Linked DNA regions of Mus musculus: region 2 is linked to region 1. Evidence: chromatin contacts called from public ChIA-PET data. All regions are on one chromosome and are shown on one strand. The core of a region is the stretch at or near the end of the contact, and the rest is flanking DNA. Distances in the headings are between cores, read along the strand shown. Region 1 overlaps Gm15506 (predicted gene 15506). Region 2 has its middle 6.3 kb from the start of n-TPtgg8.

Region 1 (4,249 bases), core at 854-3,353:
CTGCTGGGACCAGACAAGCATGGTGCACATACATACATGAGGGCAAATATGTACATAAACTAGAAGTACATTTTTAAAAACTTGGGGAAAAAAGAGGTAAGAATCCGCCTTAGCTATTTGGGAAGTTTGAGGCCAACCTGAGAACAGGAGACTATGTCTCAAAAACCAAATAAAGCTGAGAATAGTGCAGACACCTTCAATCTCAGCACTGGGAGGCAGGGACAGGTGGATCTCTGTGTGTTCAAGGCCAGCCTGGTCTCCAGAGTGAGTTCCAGGACAGCCTGGAACTACACAGAGAAATCCTGTCTTGAAGCAAAACAAAAACAAAAGAAATACCAAAACAAGAACAAAATACTAAAAAAAAAAAAAAAAAAAAAAAAAAAAAAAATACCCAGTCCAGTCCATGGGAGTGTGAGGTCGTGGCCATCTTTTCCTTCACTTTTACATTTAGGACATATCATCTAGAACATATTTTGAGTGTCCTGTATGTGTTGAAGGGAGTAAGTAACAAAGACACACGGTAATCAAGGGGCTAATATGTCCTGTCACCGACACAGGATGTTCTGACCATTTTTCCACAGAGGAATTCAAGTGAGGATTATTAGAAGGCCTCCAATCTCCTCCCGGAAGGCAGAGAAGTGTGACATGATGGGGACCCCAGGGAGGAGACCAGGAGGACTTGATGCTAGAAAATGTTAATCTAGAACGTATCATCCGTCGCCTCCATCCTGTCCCCTGACTCATACTCTGCTCTCCACTCCGCCCTGTCTGGAGGCCCTAAGACATGGAACTCGTCATTTCCTGCCGGGGTAAATCACAGACTGACGTGTGATACTCGTTCTTAGTTTTTACCATACCCCAGGTATAGATGCTCACATCCATCAGGGTGGAGGGAGGCCTTTCCACAGGGTGGCGCTGGGAGGGGTGGGGTGGGGGGAGGGGCGCTTCCCACTCCGAGGCTTCCTGGCTCGGCTCCCAGGTGATTTTACAGCCTCTGGGTCTGAGTCTGCATCTTCTGGATGCGCCTCAGTTCGCTTGCTACAGCACTGACGTGTGACCGCTTAACTGTGGCCGTTTCCTGGCCCAGGGAGCCTGGGCTTTGGGGAGCCTGGGAAAGAGACAAGAAAGAGAGCTTTATATGAGGTAAGCCTCGACAGCAATAACGAAGGCCAAGGACCAACTTACATTTATACCGTGCTTAACCATTTACAAAGCTCCAGAGAACTCTAGTCATCTTTATGAGCCTGTGCGAAGGTCACCTCGTTTTACCAAAGAACAGCTCTCCCAGGCAGAGTTGATCCTTCCGCCCACACTGGGTAAAATTTCCATTATCATCCTTACTGCTGTGCAAGACACTTATTTGTGTATCCCATGCTTCCCTTGAGTCATCAGCTCCTTGGAGACAGATCACTTTTCCTGTCATAAAATGTGTATTTTTTCTAAAAAAGAACAAAAAGTAATTTTAGTGTTTATTATGCATAAATGTGTAATTATAAAAGTGATATTTATAGTTACAATAAAAATAGTATGTCTAGGGTCAGTTAGATGGCTCTGGTACAGAGGTGCTTGTCAGACCTGACAACATGTGTTTGGTCTCCAGGAATCATATGGTGAAGGAAGAGAACCTACTTTCATAAACTGTCTTCTGAACTTCACATGCATACTGTAGAATATATGTACACACACACACACACACACACAAAGAGAGAGACAGAGAGAGAGAGAGAGAGAGAGAGAGAGAAAATGTAATTTTAAAATAGTATGCAAGCCAGGTATGGTGGCACACACCTTTAATTCCAGAACTCAGAGGGGCAGAGGCAGGCAGATCTCTGTGAATTTGAGGCTAGCCTGGTCTACATTATGAGCTCCAGGACAGTCACAGTCAAAAGCCAATCTCCCGGAGCCGATCAGTGACCTCCAGGATCAGTGAGAGACCCTGTCTCAAAAACCAAGACAGTGATTGAGGGAGACATTGAACTCAGCATCCCAAATCCCTGTGGTAAGCTGGCAGGTCACTCTGCTCAGGAGCCTTCTAACTAGAGCAGAGAATTCACTCCACAGACTGCGCCCCAACACCACCCCATGTACTCTGATAATATCATCCCCCGTCCTCTCTCGGCTTCCTGTTTTTCTGTTTGAAACCTGTTACTATGGAAACATTGTGGCAAGCTATAGTGGGGTTTCTAAGTGAAGTGTTAAGAATTTTTAGAACCTGCAGAAATACAATGTTGGTGTTTAGGGAATAAGAGCTCAAATTATGTGACTTATTCATGACTTCACATACTGTGTCATAAATACTAACATGGAAATATGAGCCAGCACTGAAGAGATAAGTGGTACTTTATAAAATTTATGTACCCAGGTTTTAAATTTTTCATGGGCGTGTCCATGAGAAATGTTAAAACCACAAAAATGCAACACACAACTTGGGAAGACCTATGGAAAAGGCAGATGACAGAATGCCAGCATGTCCTCATAAATTCACATCTGTGAAAGGACTGGGGACCTGGACAGCCAGGGGATGTGGGAAACATCTGTACGATGTTCTGGGTGATGACCATATTCCTTAAAAACTGTCTACGATCATTCTTATTAGACATTCAATGCAGGGTACCGTAACAAACATTTCAGTAAGAGAATTATTACCAAGGGCACAATAGGAAAAACAAAACAGAACAAAGCAAAAATCACTTCCCTGGCTTGGCTTGAGTTGGCTAAGTTTGGGCTCCTTTATCATCCTAGCTCTGCCATCAAGCAGGTGTGTGACTCAAGAAGTTGTCCAATCTCCCCGGGCCTATTGCTCATCTAATCTGGGCTTTAATTCTGAAGTTACTTATTAGGTTATTTTATTACTTATTAGGTTCTTTTAGCCCCATGTGTGTGTAGAGGCATGCTTATGCTATGGCCCACACATAGAGTCAGAGGATACATCGTGGGAGTTGGATCTTTATTTCCATCGTGGGAGTGTCCCTGGATCCAGGGACTGAACTCAGGTCATCAGGCTTGGCTTTACCTGATGAGCCGTCTCATCAGCACCTCTTTCTTTAAGTGAGGCCTATGTCTAGTTTCTTCCAGGAGGTAATATTTCAAACCAGTTCCTTGTGGCCAAGGCTTGGGGGCTGCACTACTTAAGAGGAACTAGTAATGGCACGAGCTTAACAATTATCATTTCACTGTGCACTCTGCCTTCTCACATCCATTTTCTTATTTATACAGTTACTTTAAATGTAGCAATTCCAACTTTCTATTTTTTGTATTATAAAAATTGGGTACTGATAATTTTATTCTGGGAAAGATTAGTCTGCTAAGGCAAGAACCACAGTGGGTATACCTTCCAGAGTTGGTCATTTTCCTTCATCCCACAATGTTAGTCAGTAGCCAAGGGCAAGGGCTATGTCTGTGTCTACAGGCCAATCCCAAAGAGATTCAGTAAGTGGCTCTTTGTTAGACAATTGGGAGGGAGGAAGCTGAGGCAGATATGGGGCTGAGGAAGGCCTCCAGTGCCAGGGGCAAACTTCTGTCTGTTTCTGTATTTCTCAACTTTCTAAATCTCAACAAGCAAAAATATCAACAAAGCACATGTTAAAATCTTTTTTTCCTGGCTTTTTGTCACCCTTGTTTCCCATAACAACACTGTAGTCAATTCTTCTAGCATTTTAAGTACTGCTTGCTTCTCCAGTGTCTAGAGTGTGGTTTTTCTTAAAAAGGACAACTATTAAAATGATTGTACAGGTAGTGCTTAGAGGACAACAACACTGAGTTTGTGGACCTAACACCTGCCATCTAGCTCCATATAAAGACTCTTAACAACTAGCTCCAAAAAAGGTCACCTTTAGGGACTTGGGTCCCACCTGGATTAATCTGTCACTCTAGAAGTACAGTCAGAATCACACGACGTGTAAGAATTTGTCTTGATAAAAGTGGCTTAGGTAGTAACTAGTCAGAGACTGAATGCTGTAATGAATGAGGCACACTTTTTGCTGCTTTTCTACCGTGGTGTAGAGTACCTAGGAGCTGTAAGACAATGGAGCACTGAACTACATGCCAGGCTTTCTGCCCTGCGCCTCGTGTTATTCAGCCCAAGAGTCGCATAAAGGTGCTCTATTTTTGACTCATTTCCCCCACGTAAATGGATGTGCACACATATTTTTTTGTGTATTACCATATCTGTCTAGAACAGTGACAGGCTTGTATAAGCACGGAGTATTTGTTGAATGGAGAAATGGACAATGCACAAGGTCTATGGTAT
Region 2 (4,178 bases), core at 1,378-3,877, 120 kb after region 1:
GGGCCTCTGCATGCACCATTTCTTCTAGCTGGACTCTTCTCCTAAAATGTCTCCAGGCTGTAGCTCCTACTTATCCTTCAAAACCCAAACAATGTCACCTCTGCCATGGGGCTGGCACTGAGCCCCAGTGTTGGCTACAGCAGGCTCTCCATTTAGGAGTACAAAGTGCATCTGGCCTGTGGCCCTGTGGCAGTCCCCTGGCTATGGACTCCCTTGCCTGCGCCCCTTCAGCCCCTGCCTCTACATCAGAGTACCTTCCTCCTCCTTTGGTGTATCGCTGATTCTACTACTGTCTTTTTTTTTTTTTTTTCCCAGAGCTGAGGACTGAACCCAGGGCCTTGCGCTTGCTAGGCAAGCGCTCTACTACTGAGCTAAATCCCCAACTCCCCTACTACTGTCTTAATGCTTGAGACAGGAGCCTACAAAATCCAGCTCAAGAAGGCGAGACAACTCTAGAAGCAGCTTTTTAAAGAGATAATTTACAATCCATGTCATTTTTCCATTTAGAGTTACAGTCAATAGCACTCTTGGTATTTGCGTTTTTATTGGTTTTTAATTACGGTAAATTACCTACCATATAAATTTCAGCATTTTAATCATGTTTTACATTTATTTATTAGTACGTGTAAAATGTATGGGATGAAAGATTTTATCATGCCAGTTTTAACTATGTTTTAGAATAATTCCTTTGTGTGTGTGTGTGTGTGTGTGTGGTGTATATATACACATATATGCACCACAGTGTATTAGGGAACAACTTTCAGGAGTGGGTTCTCCTTTCTACCACGTGGGTTCCAGGGATGGAACACAGGCTTGACGGCAAGTGCCTTTGTCCACTGAGCCCGCATGTCAAGTGCAGAATAACTGCATTCGTGACAATGTGCAGTAACAGCTCCTCTTAGTCTCTGTCCTACTGCTGTGAAGAGACACCATGACCGAGGCAAATATTATACAGGAAAGCATTTAACTGGGGGATGGCTTACAGCTTTAGAAGTTAGTCCATCACCATCATGGTGGGGAGCACGGCAGCATGCAGGCAGACATGGTGCTGGGGCAGTAGCTGAGACCAGGCACGACAGCTGAGAGTAACATAAATTCCAACAGCCCAGCTCAAGGGGTTTCAGAGGGTAAGTGGCCTGGAGACCATACTTGTGACACTTTGGCAAAGAATGTGGCTACTTTTTACCCTTGCCAAAAAAAGGGGGGGTGGGTGAAACTGAAGAGTTTTGCCTTTAGGATGTCTCCTCACAATAAAACACTGACTAAGGCACGGTCTAAGGCTCCAGTTTCGGGCAGACCTGTGTCAGTCCTGGGCTTCCGTCAATAGCAGTATGATCCTCCCACCCAGGTCCCACTTGTCCATTTGGAAATGGGGCTGCTTCAGACAGCCAATGGGAAGGGTCAGTGAAGCAGTAGGGATAGGCAGGTCCTGAGGGGTTGGAGCCCAGTACGCGCCACTATTGTGGGCCTTGATCACCTCTGTGCTGTGTGTCCACGGGCGAGTCCTTGGCCCTCTACAGCCTTAGTCTCTAGCTTAGACGGAACTGTTTGGATGAAATGATCCTACGGCCTAGGAAATTTGCTGTCTGGCACTCACTGGTCTGCCCCATAGTAAGTGTTTCACTATAGCATCAGCCAGGGGCTTATGTTCCTACTTCTGAGAACTTATCTCCTATCAAAGTAGCCATAGCAACTATAGTTAACCATGTGTCCTGGCTATATGTGACTACTAAACCTGAGAGTTAAGTTGTCCGAGGGCTTTAAGCCTTGTGGGTCTTAGGCCCGTGGTGAGCAGTCATGAGGGACTGACTTTGGACAGGATGCTAACAAACTCAGCCAAGGATCTGGGACTTTATAAGGCAGAACAGGAGTGCACCATTCTCAGAGACTAAAACTAGACCCTCCGAGCATCCCTGTGGAGAGCTAGAAGATCTAGCTGTGCTGAGGAAGAACAGCTTGGAGAGGGGCTTGGCTACTGGGAAATGCTTGAGGCCCTCCATGCCAGCAGCCTGAAAAGTCCCACCTGAGTTCCAGCCCGGGCTACAGTGAGAGAGCTTGCCTTGAAAAGAAAATGGGGATGGGGAGGGGGTAAATAACTCATCAGTTGAAGGCACGCGTTGCTAAGTCTGGTGACCATGAGAGACTCACACGGCAGAAGGCAAGAACGAGCTCCCAAAAGTTGTCTTCTGACTGCCACAAGCCCAACATACACGCATACAACATTAAAAAGAATAATTAAAATAGAGAGAAAATCTATGGGAAATTGATTATCCGAGACAACATCAAAAATTATTATAGTCAGGTATCTCATTGTGTTAAATGGTCAAGTCATTGGGATGGGAAGTTGAGTTGACAGGGTAGTCGAGGTGAGCCTAGCCTCTCAGTCAGGGGAGCACCGGCCCCACCCCACCACAAGCACCTTCTCTGTGGCCAGTGTGAACCCAGCACTCTGCAACCCTGTGTGCAACATGTGACATGATTTGAGTGAAGTGTCCCTCCTTGGTCCCCAGTTAGTGACCCTGTTTGGGGAAGCTCAGGGGTGGCTACGCAGAGGAAGTACATCACTCTGAGTAGGAACTGAGTGTAAGGACTTTTGCCATTTCAAGTTCATGCTCTCTGCTTCCCGTTGGTGGTTTGAGATGTGAAACCCTGCCCTGCCCCTAGCACCTTTCAGCTCCAGCTGCCATGCCGGCCCACTCCATGCCTGCCCGCTGCCATGCTTCCTGCTGTGAGGGTGATGGACTCTTAGCCCCTCTAGAACTATCTGCTAAAGGAAACCTGTCCTTCTGTGAGTTGCTATGCTCACAGTGTTTTATCACAGCAACAGAAAGCAATACAGTGTCCCGGCGTGTTGGGATGTCTGTGGTTGTCACCTGCCTTGTGGGGTGGCTCTGTGGCTTCTACAAATGAACACCTGTCAGGGCCTGCCACTCGGGAAGGTCTCTAGAAGTATTCGAAGCCATCAGAAAGGAGGAGAGGTGATGGCCAAGGGCCAAGACTCCAGCCAGCTATCTGGCTCTTGACTGGTCCCTGCCTCCTCCATCAAAGCGCTAGGATGCTTTGCACTGTGGGCCACTCAGAGGTTTAACTCTATGGACCCAGGTCAGCCTCACTCCTTTCCCTCAGCGCTCTTCGGCCCTCATCATCACTACCATAGGACAGAACCCCCAAATTCACCAGCTTCCCACCCATCCTTCAGCCTTTCTCAGATCTGTCCCAGAAAGACTTCCTACTGATCATCCATGACCCAACGGCTCCTCCCTCTCCTTCTGCCCCTCCTCACTCAAGTCCTGGGGACTTTTGGCTTCTCTCCCTTTCCCTAGGAGACAAATTCAAATGGCTTCTTCTCCCCACTCTGCATGCTGCTGCCTCTGCTCATCCTAAAATCCAAAAGACACAATCCCTCCATTGTTCCACGCGCAGAAATCCTGTAAAGAAAGCTTTACAATGACCATCCCCCCTCCACACACCTATGGAACTACACCTTGGAGATTTGGTCTCTGGGAATTTTATAATTTGGAGTTTTATCCTTGGGATTTTGACATTTAGGATTGCATCGTTGGAGAAGATAGCACCAGCCAGTCTGCTGCCCCTCCCCGAGCTAAGCCTTATGTCCAGCTCTCCACTTTCTCTCTCTAGGTCCTTGGTGCCCAACATGCAGCTACTCTCAGTCTCTCTTCTGGATCCCTCCACACTCTTGGATCATCAGCTGGTTCTTCCGCCCAGAATGGCTACTCATGCCACCCATGGCTGCTCTTGCATCTCCTCCCCCCAAGCAGCACCAGCAGCCAGGCCAGCTGTCTTGTGGTTGTCTTGTCCAGTTTGGCTGGCGGGTGTGGCTGGAAACCTGGGACACCCAGACCCACACCCAACTCTCTTAGCCTTCATGGTCTGTGCTTCCTCATCCTGCATCCCTTGAAGGATGGGGTCTAGCCTCCACACCAAGAGAATTCCTGGCTCCTGAGGGTTTGCTTCTGTCCAGCCACCCCTCAGACTAGGAGGTGGAACTATAGCATGGGGTGGAGTGGGTGGTCTTCTCCAGGGTAGAGGGGCTGGAGCGCTTTCTTCTGATTTCCATGCCCGCAAACCCTCCAAGAGTTGAAGATGGAGTGCAGGAGATGCGTGTTCCAGCCACATGGAGACTCTCAGTCTAGGTTTCCTCTGAATAGTGAGGGGCT

Evidence for each region. ChIA-PET counts read pairs in DNA pulled down with a chosen protein or histone mark.
Region 2: an RNA polymerase II ChIA-PET map of effector CD8 T cells shows a contact between it and region 1, with 9 read pairs. The contact joins two enhancer-like sites. A contact is called at or near these places in 1 of 39 promoter capture datasets (hippocampal neurons), 11 of 484 Hi-C or Micro-C datasets (CD4 T cells, CD8 T cells, embryonic stem cells and 6 more), 6 of 115 datasets of contacts at active chromatin or transcription factors (the SCID.adh cell line, bone marrow-derived macrophages, effector CD8 T cells and 3 more) and 2 of 9 other capture datasets (liver and pancreatic islet).

The regions. Positions count from the first base shown.
Region 1 is chr7:98,692,163-98,696,411 of GRCm38.p6, forward strand. It overlaps Gm15506 (predicted gene 15506), which reads right to left. Exons shown (of 1, transcript NR_144495.1): 1 at 1-4,249. Among named protein-coding and RNA genes, the nearest start is that of Gm15506, 8.6 kb to the right of the region's middle. Within about 2 kb of position 2,104, at least 143 of the 459 cell types and tissues checked have an H3K27ac peak or open chromatin away from gene starts, as enhancers often do. A contact at or near this core is called in CD8 T cells, bone marrow-derived macrophages, effector CD8 T cells and 2 more, where this site is marked.
Region 2 is chr7:98,807,019-98,811,196 of GRCm38.p6, forward strand. No RefSeq gene overlaps it. Among named protein-coding and RNA genes, the nearest start is that of n-TPtgg8, 6.3 kb to the right of the region's middle. Within about 2 kb of position 2,628, at least 35 of the 459 cell types and tissues checked have an H3K27ac peak or open chromatin away from gene starts, as enhancers often do. A contact at or near this core is called in CD8 T cells, bone marrow-derived macrophages, effector CD8 T cells and 2 more, where this site is marked.